Linked DNA regions of Zea mays: region 1 is linked to region 2. A link is a contact called in public Hi-C data. All regions are on one chromosome and are shown on one strand. Each heading gives the region's core, a stretch centred on a gene start, on an enhancer-like site or on the middle of the called end of the contact. The rest is flanking DNA. Distances are from core to core; before and after follow the strand shown. Region 1 has its middle 130 kb from the start of LOC103646784. Region 2 holds the start of LOC100217008.

The links. Hi-C and Micro-C count contacts between places; a contact is called where the count stands out from the background.
Region 1: a contact with region 2 is called in a Hi-C map of leaf, with 6 times the contacts expected there. The contact joins the enhancer-like site here to the promoter of LOC100217008 in region 2. A contact is called at or near these places in 3 of 25 Hi-C or Micro-C datasets (leaf and tassel).

Annotation. Positions count from the first base shown.
Region 1 is chr2:105,722,627-105,725,326 of Zm-B73-REFERENCE-NAM-5.0, forward strand. No RefSeq gene overlaps it. Among protein-coding and RNA genes, the nearest start is that of LOC103646784, 130 kb to the right of the region's middle. Within about 2 kb of position 1,330, at least 4 of the 20 cell types and tissues checked have an H3K27ac peak or open chromatin away from gene starts, as enhancers often do. A contact at or near this core is called in leaf, where this site is marked.
Region 2 is chr2:105,370,702-105,373,401 of Zm-B73-REFERENCE-NAM-5.0, forward strand. LOC100217008 reads left to right here and starts at 1,426. Exons shown (of 4, transcript NM_001143384.1): 1 at 1,426-1,507; 2 at 1,795-1,936.

The DNA of each region.
Region 1 (2,700 bases), core at 80-2,579, 350 kb after region 2:
TGATGGATTATCTCCATGCTTCTGATTTTTGGTCCAACTCCTCCTCTTGGAGTGTTGGACTAGTGGCCTTCCTCTTCTGGCTTCGGGCCTCTCGAAGAGAAAGGGTCTCCTGGTTCGGGTCCAGTGGCTGCAGTGCAGCAGCCCCTGGCGCAGAAGCTTTCTTCGGTGGCATGACGAAGTTCAGTGCTTGCCCAAGGTGGTCGAAAAAGGGTTCACCGGAGGTGGGTGCCAATGTTGGGGACTTGTTCTCAAATACTATGAATTAAGAACAAGGGAACACAAGATATTAAATGTTAATACCCTTCATCCTTCGAAGCATTATTCCCATCAGGATATAATGATCTTCAGACGAAGGTCATGAAGGACGTACCTTCATAATTGCAGTATAAGTTAATAAAAGAAGAAGCATATAAAATATAAGAGACAACATAAACAATCATATAACATTATTAATTCATTCTTATTATATTATCATGGAAAGACAGAAACAATATTGAATTACAAAAGTACCTTCGGCTTAACAGAAGGCAAGAAGCACAAGCGTGATACAAAGGCAAGTACAAGTCAGCGTGAACAGTACGGGGATACTGTTCATCTATTTATAGGCACAGGACACAGCCTATGAGAAATTACAATTATGACCTTTACATTTACTATTGGCTCATAGAAAAATCTATGAGGAATGAACAACCTTTTCCCTTTTAAGTCGGTTCCCTTTTCTGCGATTTAGCCGAAGCTCCATTTCGCACAGCTTCGAGCGACGGCAACCTTCGTCATGATCAAGCTCCTTATCGTGTATACTTTCATCATGAATCCGAAGATACCTGTCCATAAACCATATTTGGAAGACATTGTTAAATTATGTTTTTGACGACCTTCGGAGGACGAAGGCCCCCAACAAACTCGTACTACCAAGTTTCATGAACAAATAAAACTACAAAGACCATGCAAATGAAACTATATTGGAGGATAATCATTTAAGTTATGTGCACCATCTTCGAACATAAATAGGTTGTTGGCAAACTGTTGAGATGTCGAGTCAACAACCTACACGATGAGTTTAAATGAGAATTTATTCAACCTGATTACATATCACTGGAATTTAAGGCTAATATTTGCAGCTGAAACAATGATATTTTAATGTTCATTTGTCCACTACCCGATTCTTTAGCAATGTTTATTAGATATGTTGTGTGGTCCAACTAAATGAATATATCATTTGCTACAATAAAATTAGAAAACTTTTTGGAAGGGATGGAGCTGGTTAGGTCAAGTATCCGTGGTACCAACTCCACCATGTGATGAGCTTGGTGTCAGTGTCATGTCTAATTTTGTCGTCTTGAAATAAAGTTGGATATGACGAAGGGCTAGCTAGCTGGATATATATATGTGCATGAGTGTGAGAACGCGACAGCTAGCCAGCGCCCAACAAGTATTTCCAAACGAAATCGAACATGACGCCATGACCTTCCTGCATGTTATCTCATTATTGTATTATAACTACGCGCAGATGCAACCCAAGTGTTTTTTGCATGTCCTCTTAAGTGTGCGTGTCACATCTGGATTTAAGGACAAATACAGAAGCGAGTCAAATATATGATATAATCAAGTCTTACACATAAGATGACTAATAATACAGAAAATAATGTCACATCTTTATTATATAATAGAGGTTCTATACAAAATAACTAAATAATTACATCATATGACGACAACGATCTTCCGCAACCATAGTTGACTGCGAGACGACGGTCTAGACCTCTCCAAACTCATCGCGACATCATTTATACTCCTCATCTGACGGTACATGTCCTTGACCTGGTGTAAGTTTAATAAGAGTGAGCTCACATACGTTCATCACTTAACAAGTTATGGAGAATAATGTGCATTAGCTCACTTACGGTAAGACTCGTATGAAGTATAAGACTTATCAAGAAGAATGATTAAGACTGAGTATTGTGCTTTTTAGTAAGTTAGTCAAAATTTTATTAGAAAAATTACTAATTATAAGTATATACCAAACCAATAAAATAAGAGATCATAATGTTTTACTTAACCATCTAATGTTTATTAGATATGTATTGTGAGGTCCAACTAAATGATCATATCGCGTCCTACAACAAAACAATCTCTATCTCGTTCATTTGCTGCCAATAAGTCCAAATAAATTTTATTCGGCGCGCAAGTGCTGCTCGGAGCTACCAGCACGCGGATGCATGAGAGGAAGGTAGCGACAGCTAGTATCGATCGCTGGATCGATCTATGTGCATGCCGCAACTCACGTGTGAGAACGTGATAGGTAGCCAGCATGTAACCATAGGTCGTTTTTTAGTATATTTCCAAACGTGCTTCAATAATACACAGTCAATCGATCAGCTAGTACTTAGGACCATCCAAACAAAATCAAGTATGACTCGGACACCATTGCATGTTGTAGCTGATCCCCCACCATGCCCTCACCCAAATGGCTAGCGCTCCATCCCTTCCTGCCAAACTAGTAAAACTACGTCCGCCTAAAACTATTATAAATAAGACTTAACCACAGTATAAATAGTTATTTACATAGTATTTGGTTTACCTACGTCGATTTTAGGCTGGCCTTCACTAATAAAGCATCGTAAATATGCTTATTTAGTTGGCTAGTCATCAAAAATAAATACTCTACATGGGTCTATTCGGTATTTTATGTTGGCCGGATTA
Region 2 (2,700 bases), core at 176-2,675:
TGAGAGCCGAAATGATTTCAAATAAAAAAGTTGTCAACTACAAAGTTTTATAACTTTTAGAGATTTACAACTTTTATTTTGATGGTTTTATCATACGAGGTCGTTTGAAAAACTCGAAAAATTAAGGATAAAAATGATTTCTAGTGGCGGTTCCTTAAGAAAACCGCCACTAGAAATCGATTTCTACAGGCGGTTTCTTAAGAAAACCGCCACTAGAAATCATGGATTTCTACAGACGGTTTTCATAAGGAACCGCCTCTAGAAATACGATTTCTAGTGGCGGTTTTCTTAATAAACCGCCACTAAAAATAGCACAGGCGGTTGATAACCGAATCCGCCTATAAAAATATACTGCACCGCAGGCTTTGAGCCTTTTTCTACTAGTGTATACTTATGTGAATGTGTATATTTGTGATTGTGAATGTGTATATATGCATGAAATCTGTTTTTTTTTGTAAATGACAGATTTTTAAAAAAACTTAATTGTGTGTAATTTCTGGAATTTGTTATGTCCGACGGCCTGCGTAAGCCGTCGGACATAAGGGTTGTTTATGTCCGACGGCTAACGTCAGCCGTCGGACATAACAGCTGTCGGGCCCATCAGTCGACCGGTAAAACGGTTGACATTTCTTATGTCCGATGGGCGGGTTCGGCCATCGGAGATTACTTATGTCCGACGGCAGTCGTCGAACATAACACTATTTCCGACCTCTTATCTCCGACGGCTAGAAACCATTGGACATAACCTACTGCCGTCGGACATAAGCTATGTCCGACGGTGTAAAGCTTATGTCTGATGGCTTTGGTCGTCGAAAGTTGATTCGTTTACTGTAGTGACAATGATTCATCATATATGTGATAGTTGATTCTAGCACACATTTGATTTGCGTCTGTGTTTGCTGTTAAATCTAGGTACGTCATGCCCGTAGGAGAACAAGCGAAAAAGCACTTGGGTTGCATCCGCACGTAGTTATAATATAATAATGAGATAACATATAGGAAGGTCATGGCGTGATGTTCGATTTCGTTTGGAAACATATCGATTGTCTCGAGATACGAAAACAACGTACGTAAGAACGTTTGGAAATACTTGCTGGGCGCTGGCTAGCTGTCGCGTTTACATGACCTTGACATCAAGCTCATCACATGGTGGAGCTGGTACCACGGATACTCGACACCAACCAGTTTATCCCATCCAAAGAGTTTTTTTTAATATATTCATTTAGGAGCCGTTTGGTTAGACCAAATATAACGCGATCCAATTACACCTGTAAACCGATACCCATACAACCGTTTGTTTTCTGTAATAAATACCCTGTTATCAAATACAACTTCATTCAATTTCTAAGTAAACAAATACCGTGCGTCCCTCTCCGTAATCTTCTCCCACACGTCTGTGTGTCCCTCTCCATGCGTTCCTCTTCTCACGCAGCCTCTCCTCGCGCCACCACCTACCATCGCGCCACCACTTGCCATCGCGCCGCCACCTTCCCTCTCCCTCTCACCGGTGAGCCTCCTCTCTCTCCCTCCCTCTCCCTCTCATCGGGTACGCCACCGTTTGTTTCTCCACGCGGACGCGCCGCACCACCAGCCTCCCGCCTGCCACGTGGACGGACGCGTCGTCGGCTGCTTCGCGCCGCCCGACAAGGCCGGCAGCGTCGACCTCGACTTCCTCGAGCCTCTCGACGAAGGGCTCGGCCACTCCTTCGACTTCCTTGCGATGCAGCTCCGAAACCCTCTCTCCCTCCTTTCTCTCCCTCCCTCTCCCTCTCATCCTAACCTCCTGCGATGTAGCTCCACGGTGACGAGCCCCGCCACCCCGCGCCTACCGCCGACGAGCAGTGCCACTCCGTGCTAGGTCTATTCAACAACAGGCAGAACAGACACCTCTCCAACACCCCAGATCTTCTATTCAAGAACTTGCTCCAGGCTAGAGGTAATCTACTCGTATCCGTCTGATCTATTAAACAAAATACCTGCAGTGTGCATCCATACAGATTATCAGTTTTGTCTGTGCGAGCTGTGAACAAATAATTATCAGTTTTGTCTGGGCGAGCTATTGTTTACACGAGTACAGTAGGGACTAGGGAGCCGATGAACAGCTAGTATAATTATCAGAACAACTAGTATAATTATCAGAATACCTACTGATAATAGTATAATTATCAGAACAGCTAGTATAATTATCACATTTGTAAGTTTAGTCACTAGTTTGATTTTTCTAATATGATTTTTCTACACTATCCTTGAACAACAGTATGACCCATCTTCCTTTATCTACACGAACGCGGAAGAGAAATTTGACACTTAGAAATGTAACATTTGCCATTATGCTTATGTATTATTATATCTTGGCTTTATTAGTATTATCACATAAGTGGAAGAGTTGGAAGATAGAAAGGAGGATAAAGATTAAAGAACTTAGAAGTCAATGTATGTACCATCTAATCTGTGAGAGCAATGTTAAGTGTATAAATGACCTTCGCATCGATAGGAAAATATTTCATATATTGTGTGAGATGCTTAGAGATGTTGGTGGTTTGAGGGGTACAAGAAATGCACCATTGGAATAGATAGTAGCCGCATTCTTACACACACTGGCTCATCATGTGAAGAATAGAACAATAGGGGGTTTCTTCTTAAGGAGTGGTGAGACAGTGAGCAGAAACTTCAATGCATGCCTCCTAGCAGTATTGAAGC